3 separate regions of the Mus musculus genome follow, and regions 1 and 2 are each linked to region 3. Evidence: chromatin contacts called from public HiChIP or PLAC-seq and promoter capture Hi-C data. All regions are on one chromosome and are shown on one strand. Each heading gives the region's core, a stretch centred on a gene start, on an enhancer-like site or on the middle of the called end of the contact. The rest is flanking DNA. Distances are from core to core; before and after follow the strand shown. Region 1 overlaps Klhl32 (kelch-like 32). Region 2 overlaps Mms22l (MMS22-like, DNA repair protein). Region 3 holds the start of Pnisr (PNN interacting serine/arginine-rich).

The links. Promoter capture Hi-C pulls out the DNA fragments that hold promoters and counts their contacts. HiChIP or PLAC-seq counts read pairs in DNA pulled down with a chosen protein or histone mark.
Region 1: an H3K4me3 HiChIP or PLAC-seq map of embryonic forebrain shows a contact between it and region 3, with 15 times the contacts expected there. The contact joins the enhancer-like site here to the promoter of Pnisr in region 3. A contact is called at or near these places in 5 of 39 promoter capture datasets (the 3T3-L1 cell line, cranial neural crest, hippocampal neurons and 2 more) and 3 of 115 datasets of contacts at active chromatin or transcription factors (astrocytes, embryonic forebrain and large pre-B cells).
Region 2: a promoter capture Hi-C map of embryonic stem cells shows a contact between it and region 3, with 5 times the contacts expected there. The contact joins the enhancer-like site here to the promoter of Pnisr in region 3. A contact is called at or near these places in 8 of 39 promoter capture datasets (the 3T3-L1 cell line, the C10 cell line, cranial neural crest and 5 more), 6 of 115 datasets of contacts at active chromatin or transcription factors (acute myeloid leukemia, astrocytes, differentiating embryonic stem cells and 2 more) and 1 of 9 other capture datasets (adipose tissue).

What each region holds. Positions count from the first base shown.
Region 1 is chr4:24,630,129-24,632,828 of GRCm38.p6, reverse strand. It overlaps Klhl32 (kelch-like 32), which reads left to right. Exons shown (of 11, transcript NM_001163020.2): 8 at 128-186. Among named protein-coding and RNA genes, the nearest start is that of Gm31436, 37 kb to the left of the region's middle. Within about 2 kb of position 1,383, at least 16 of the 459 cell types and tissues checked have an H3K27ac peak or open chromatin away from gene starts, as enhancers often do. A contact at or near this core is called in embryonic forebrain, where this site is marked.
Region 2 is chr4:24,594,911-24,597,610 of GRCm38.p6, reverse strand. Mms22l (MMS22-like, DNA repair protein) reads right to left here. Exons shown (of 24, transcript NM_199467.3): 21 at 1,310-1,473. Among named protein-coding and RNA genes, the nearest start is that of Gm31436, 72 kb to the left of the region's middle. Within about 2 kb of position 1,395, at least 4 of the 459 cell types and tissues checked have an H3K27ac peak or open chromatin away from gene starts, as enhancers often do. A contact at or near this core is called in embryonic stem cells, where this site is marked.
Region 3 is chr4:21,846,719-21,849,418 of GRCm38.p6, reverse strand. Pnisr (PNN interacting serine/arginine-rich) reads right to left here and starts at 1,371. Exons shown (of 11, transcript NM_001369189.1): 1 at 1,280-1,371. It overlaps 4930528A17Rik (RIKEN cDNA 4930528A17 gene), which reads left to right and starts at 971. Exons shown (of 1, transcript NR_028384.1): 1 at 971-2,700.

The DNA.
Region 1 (2,700 bases), core at 134-2,633, 2.8 Mb before region 3:
CATGGGTTCGCCTTGAGAGCAGACGCTCAGCTGTCTCTCACTGTCCTTTTAATTGTAGCTTACTCTTCTTTTGGAGGATCCTGTTTCTTGTTCGTGGAAAGCTCTAAAATGTGCTCCTCTGTTACAGGTGGGGTGACAAACACCGCACAGTATCAGAACAGACTGATGGTATATGAACCTAACCAGGTAAGGCGTTCCTAAGAATTCATTACCGTAATTAAAATGCGTTTTAAAGATCTCCACAGGAACTGTTCATCAGAGTGCCACTGTATGCACCTTCAGCTACCTGGGGGAAAGAAAGCATTTTGCGGGGAAAGCCTTCAGTTCCTCATTGGTATTGCACAGCTTCGGCCCCTCTAGTTTCATGCTACATGTAATGCCACAGAGCTTTGCATATGGTAGAGAGGATTTTGATTGTAGCGATGTCCTTCTGTAAGGGATGCCATTTGGGGTGGGAGACATCCCTATGACCTTGTTAGTCTCAAATCAAATAATGCCATTTGACTTAATACAGCCAATGGTGTCCTATGTCTAGGACAAACACAAATGGTATGTGTATGAAAGTCTGGGAATGGTGTGCCTCTAACAGCTGGGTCCTTTCTGTGTCCTTTTGATGAAGATTTAATTTCCCTTTTCCCCTCGAAGAAGAAATGCTTTTATTTTCTTTTCCTTCTGTCCAAATATCTACAAACAATGCAAATGTCTGCTGTATGTTGTCACCCTTTCCATGACTTGGATTGTGACAGTATTCCACCATGGCGTGACCTGTTTGATTGTGACAGTATTCCACCATGGCGTGACCTGCAGGTTTACTGTCCATTAGTGCAATATTAGGATTTGAAACAACAGGTTGCCTTTGGCAGGTTGCATCTGGGCTGGGTACCACAAGTATGTGCACAGTGTTTCCAGTGTTTCTGCTGTGTGTGTGTGTGTGTGTGTGTGTGTGTGTGTGTGTGTGTGTGTTTTAACAATGACTTAACTGAGGAAGGCATTTCTCCTTTTATAAGTGTGTCTCCTGATATTATTAGGAGCCATAGATTGCAGAGATTGGATGTTCATGGGTCAGCTGTCTCATGAGAGATCACTAATTGCAGAAGCCTGAGTTCGGTGCACACATGGTTAAGGAGGAAGACTGCATTAACACTGGTGAAATGAGTTCTGTTTCATGTTTGTACACACATGCTCTTTTTAAAGAATTCTGCTGGCATATTGTTTACGGTGGATACTGGCAAACATCACATCTGCTTGCATCTTGCTCAGAATCTCAATAACTCTATCATTCAGCCCTGATGCTTATTTCTCTTCTAGGCCTTTGTGGAGAGTCGATAATGCCTGCCATCTGCCACAGAGCACATCGCTACCTGCCAACAGGCAGGCTGGGGTGACCTCTGCTTCCCCACTGCTGATTAGTATTCACACGCTAGCTTATTAGGAATGACCCCACCAGGCCTCTCGCCTTCTTTGCCTTTGCAGCGGGTGGCGGCTCACCTGGCAGGCACTGCAGTGAAGGAAGCTAAAGATATAATCAGGGGATGTAGGCAGGCTTTGCAAACCAGATGGCATCTACAGTCTTGTGGCAGGAGACTGGACTGCTAATGCAAACACTGACTCCTAAGACTGTTATAGGTTAGTGCAACCAAGATAAGCATCGTCACTCAAGCATAATGCATTAAAGATATTTCTGAGCAAAATGTTTGAAATCTAGCTTTGACTATTTATTAAAGACTGTATTTTATTGAGGAAATTCTATGTTCAGAGGAACCAGACAGTAGAAGCCTCTCAAACTAACAACTTCTTTTTGTCTGCAGTTTACTCTGAGAAATTAGAAATGAGCTAAAAATATATGCCTATAGCAAATAAATGCCACAGTATGTGTGCCTATAGTGAATAAGGGACACACTATATGTGCCAATAGAGAATAAATGGCACACGTCTATAGTGTAAAAGTGCTTAAGTGTTTGTGCCTAGAGAGAATAAATGCCACACTATGTGTGTCCATAGTAAATAAATGCCACACTGTGTGGTTATAGTGAATAAATGCCATAGTATGTGTGGCTATAGTGAATAAATGCCACATTACATGTGCCCACAGGGAATAAATGTCACACTCTATATCCCTATCGTGATAAGCTCCTGTACTCCTGTACTCATTGTATGCCAATGTTTATACAAGCATGTCTGTGCTCATAGCCTGCTTTTTCTTTGCAGCTTTGTGAACTGGTGAAATTCTATGCATACAAAACATCGTATGATTTTTCTGGTTCAAGTCCAATTTTGTCTTGGCAAAAAGCAAATGAGGTTCTCCCTATATGCTGAGTGTTTATGAGAAAGGAAGTGGTTAAGTTTACTTACTGATCTATTGCTTGGTTTACTTGTCTGTCAATTAGTGAGTTGGGATTTAAATTTCAAGCCATGGTTGACTTTCATATAATTTTAAAAGTTGCATGGCATTTTAAATTGGAATCTTATGTTAAAAGGGGCTGATCATAGCTTTCTTATTATTAAGGATGATCTAGAGTCAAATATTAAATATTTCTCCATTCTTTGGCATTATCATATAAAGCTTGGCCTTCTACCAATATAAATAAATATGTCTAACCTAATTGCCTTATTTGGCAAAAGGCATAATTGTAAATATGTTAAGATATGAGAGGATTCAGATGCAGAGGAATCAGTAAGTTTGTTACTGAGCCAAGTTTT
Region 2 (2,700 bases), core at 146-2,645, 2.7 Mb before region 3:
TTTACATGATTCAGTGTGTGGAAATAGACGTCTCACATACAGTGAAGCAATTCTTAGTATTGTCAGAGCTGTGCAAGGATTGCCAGAGTCATGTTTGTACCACGTTTGTTATCTCAGCAAGAAAGCCTACACTCTAGTTATCATCTGCTTCCCCTAGGTAAGGGAGCTTATCTACTTCTGTCTCAGAGACATGTTTTCTGAGAGCTGGTGGAATCCAATATAGATAATGCTATTCAAATGGCATATAATTTAAAACTTATGAATCATTCCTTCCAGAATTTTCCAGTTAGTATTAACAGTTGACCTATGGTGGATAACATGTAGTAGGTGAAACCACAGGAAATCAAACCATAACTGTACGACTGCAGTGCTGTTTGCTCTGAGGAAGCAAACCTTGAATGAAGAAGTGCAAGGCTTTCGATGCACTTCAACATGTTGAAGTTTAACAAGGACAGTGTTTCTAAGAGCCACCAGAGGGCACGTCCTCCTACCAAGTGATAGCACCATACGGAAGTGTAATAGACACTCTTTTCCTGAATCAGACTAAGAACAGACAGGAATACTACAAACACTGAAATGAATATATATTTAAAAAAATGTTAACCTTTTTGAGAAAAGACTTTCCACCACCACTTTGGGGATTGCTCTCAGATCCCCAGCCTACCTTGTAAACTCATCTTAGCGAGTTACAACACACACACACACACACACACACACACACACACACACCCTCTTCACAAACACAATGGCCTAACTGCTTATCAGGACAGAGCTAGGATTCCTGTTCTGCATTCTCAGCGAGCTTATTAAAAGCATGTGGGGGGGGGGGGGGGCGGCAGGATTCACAGTTTAGAGTGATCATGCAAATTAAGGCTGATGACACCAAGAGGACATGGACTGGAATCAAGGGTACTTGCCAGGTTTGTCCCAAACAGCTAGCAGACAACTAAAGAGAAGAGACAGACCTCTCGCCACCTGATATTTGACAAGTCCCATGTGGCATCACAGGAAGCCTGCAGATTTTTTTTTTGAGGACATAAAAAGCCTAATCAAAGGAAATACCCCATAAAGTACTTGCCTCAAGGGGTTAAAACAAAACTCTAAATAAACTAGGCTGAATGTATCCGAATTTGATTCTTTTTCCCCACCTCAGCCCAGCCACTATCAATATTTGATTCGTTAGCCATGATTCATACTAAGAGATAGAAAATAACCCTGTACCTCTAATATCAATTTAACCCATGAGAAAATTAGCCGCTTAGCCTGGACACAGAAAAAGCTAACAAAAATCAAGACTGATGAAACCAACCTTGGGGTTCATTTACCAACACCAAACATTTCAGGATGCCAGGAAGGAGCAGCTCAAGGTCACAGGCACCCATTTCGGTGTCCTTGAAGAGCTGAAGGACGAAGGCCAATACGGATGCTAATCGAGGAGGGGGTGAGGACCCTTTGAACTCAAGGTAGGATTTCCTGAAAAGAAGCAACTTTAGTTGAGTTTTCTTCTATTTAAAGCTCTACTGAGCAGAATCAAATGCCATGTATGTTAAAGATAACTGTCAAAATGATTTCCTTAAGTAAAGTATATTTTTAAAAAACAATGTAGGTAGTCTGTCATGTTAACTTTAAAGACCATTTTGGTGTGTTGTGTGCTCTGAAAGGTAGTAGGGATATAAAGAAACTTAAAGCAACTTAGCTGTAGACTGAATTTACCTAACCTAATTGCTAACTTGTTTTCTCCTCTTCCCACGGATGTCTCATATCCCTTCTCAGTTTTGCCACGAATCAACATTTCCTCTAATGTCAAATTTGCATAAATAAATCTCCCCTCACATTTATTTATTTAGAATTTAGTAGGGGGTCTTATGTTTCTAAATAAATAAAAGGACTATACTAGGAATTAGCTTCCAGTTCTAGCTTTACCTTTCTTTCTTCCAGTAGGAATTTAGAGAACTAACTTTAGATTGAATATCATCTCTCAGGGTACAATAAATTGGAACATTAAAATTCAAGAGAGGTTGTAAGACTAACAACCTCCTTTACTCAGCTTCCCACTTAACTGCTTAGAACTAGTTCTGGTCACTGTTCAGAAAATGAGTAAGTGTGACAAGTGTTGAGTTTCTTTTGAAAAAAAATCTAGACATTATCAGAGTTGGTCAAATATTATTTAACCCTCACCCCACTATATTTTTAATTGTGCTGATGAACTTACAAAGTAGGCAAGCTTCCTAACACTGAGGTACATTCCCAAACCCAAATACTACCTGGTTCCAACTACATATATATACACACATATTTGTTTGAAAACTAACAGTACATAAGGAGACACAGTGAACACTAGAGCTTAAAATTCATTCAAGGAACTACACTTCAGAATCACTCTTGTTCCACCTACACAGTGACTCTCAATCCCAGATTGAGATTTTACAGTCCTAGATACATCAACTCTCTGAAGTAGTATTCATTTTGTTCTGTGCACTGCTGAATTACTAATGCCCCAAATAAACCTTTATTTGGCACATACTAGACACCACAAGCAAATTAAAAATAAGCATATACAATTATGTAAAAAAGAACAAACCACAGACTCATTATCTAGTGAAGAAGTTAGATATGATTACACCCCAAAAAGGGAACAATATTAATCCATGTGAGTAGTGCTTTTTGACAAACATAAGGACAGAAGCATCAGAAATTCTG
Region 3 (2,700 bases), core at 122-2,621:
AAAGTAGTAATTTTTCATTGAACAGAGACGGTGGCCAGAAGGCTCAGCAGCTACAGCACCGGCTGCTCTTGCAGAGGACCTGCCTCCAGTTGCCAGCACCTCATGGCAACTCACAACCATCTGTAACTTCAGTTCCAGGGGATCTCCACAGAAAAATACTATCTTTTTTTAAAAATGATTTTTTTCTTTAACTAAGGAAATAGGAGCATGCCCTCAATTAATAATGTAACAACATTGTTCCATTAATAGTAAAAAAAAACAAAAAAACGTGTCATGGAAGTATATGTTACTGAGAAAATAAAACACGTGGTTATACACTAGCTGTTTAATTTTTCTATAATTAAATTAAGTTCTAGGGCTTGATGTGGTAGTGAATACATTTAATTCCAGCATTCATGAGCGAAGGCAGGAGTTCCAGGCCAGCCAGGATCATATAATGAGGCTCAAAAAAGTCCTTAAATATAAAGCTTACTTATGTTTTAAATTGTGTGTCTTAAGAATATCCGAGAACTCATTACGTCTCCCCTGATGCTTTAGAAAACCACCCCACAAATAAAGTCTTTACTGTTCTGGTTTGGTTTTAGCTGGATGTACTCAAAAAAAAAAAAAAATCCAAGATTGTTTTTGTTTTATCTAGGGTTAGGAAGAGAAAAGGTAAATGAAGTATTAAAGACTGCTAATTTAATCAAGCACAGTCAAAATTTGCTCAGTGCCCAGTTTTGTTAAGATGACACTATTATCCACAAAACTACGAAACAACTGAAATATAGGATACTACTTGTTTCCTCAGTGATGCTTAACACATAATACCCATCACTGGGTAAAAACACCAAAACTAAGCAACTAAATGATACTTGTCTAGGACGCAGCAGAAAGCGGTTGCGCCTGCGTAGTGCGAGTCGCAGAGTCGAAGTTCCAGATCCCGGCCCCCGCCGCCTCCGCCCCTCCACACTCCCTGCCCCTCAAGGGTTCCCACTGCGCACGCGCACTGCTTAACGGCCGCTCAGGCGCCCAACAATTAGTCCCTTGCCTTCTCAAAGGAAACTCTTAGTTCGAAGAATGGGTCGTGAGCCCTCTCCTTAGCCAAAGGCGGTTCCCTTCGGGCGACAGCGGCTCTCTCGCTCACTCTCTCGGGCGGACGCCGGAGCTTCTCCGGAATGAGGTTCTGGCGGTGGCGCCAAGCAGCGTACGCAGCCTGAGTCCCGCTCCGTTCGCCACACTGACCCAGAGGACTTTAGTCCTCCGGCAGGTCCCCCGGGGTAAACTGCTCGTCGCTTACCCGCTCCGGTTCCGGAATACCGCTGTCGCCACCGTTCCTGTAATTCTCTCCAACCTTTCGATGCTTCTACTTCTTCATGAACAAGACAAGATGGCGCCCGGTGGTTCTCACCCGGAAGTGAATGATAATAACATCCGCTTTTCGGCTGAAGTCACACTGATTCTCAGCCAGGCTTACGACCATGTGATCTTACCGACGGGACGAGTCCGCGCCATTTTTGTTGAGGGCAAACCCAACCCACCTCGAGTTGGACCCTCTTGTGTGTGAAGCCCGTGTCATACCCGACACATTTTCATTTGTACAGCCAGCACAAAGCCGAGCCTAACGTTCCGGTACAATGGACGGAATTTAGTAAACTTTAGGCAGGAGACCCTCGAAGAGCAAATGCGTTCTAAGAATCAGTTCCGCTTTGGGAAGGATGCTGAATCGCTTTGCCTCTTTCAGACTACGGAGAGGACCGCAAGTCAAACCCTGCCAACTTGGAACTCACTGTGCCAGGCCTGAGTCGCAGAGCCTGAGTTCTGGAAGCAGGGTGTTTGCTAGGTCTCCTTGTTCACCTCCTAGCATCGCGCCCCCTGGTGGGAACATTTACTCAGTTCAACTTCGCTCAGCTACTCTTTAAGGAAAAGTAACTGAGAAGCAGAGTTTCCACTGGTCCTTCCTTACCTAAACTCCAAGATGGCCTCCCGAAAGGAGGTAAAAGGTGTTTAGCGTGAACAATGTTCATATATCTAAAATGTCAACTTTCCAGACTAGGAGTTTAATTACAAAAGGAAACAAAAATTCTAAGAAACACAGCATTCTTAACCTAAATATTGGAAAATGACTTTCTTGAAATGTCAGTGTAACTAAAAAGAGTTATGAAGGAGAATTCCAGGAAAAAGTCTGTGTCTGCAAAGATTGATTGGAGCTTCAGTGATGTGGAGAGGTTGGAATTTTACAAGTCCAGAGGCTAATTACCCAATCTGGCCCTAGCTTTACCCACGAATTGCCAGTCTTTGCCAACCTCCCCATATTAGAGCTAAATCCTGTGACTAATAGATTAAAAACCTTTTAGAACTTTTAAAAAAATGATTTATTTATTTTTATTTTATGTGTATTGGTGTTTTGCCTGCGTGCATGTCTGTGTGAGGGTGTCAAATCACTTGTTGCTGGACTACAGATAGTTGTAAGCTGCCATGTGGGTACTAGGAATTGAACTCTGGTACCAGCGCTATTAACCACTGCCCCAGCCTTTGGAACTTTTTAACTTAGCTGACTCCCAGTTTCCACCAACCCAAGAGCTAAGAATGTTATCAGATAGCATCTGCAGCGATGTAAAAAGTGTCCCCATCTTGCTGTAGCTTCTGTGATGTACACACCAATGTATCTTAAGCCTGCCTTGGTTTATGACTGTCTGTTCTTTAAAAACTATAAAATGT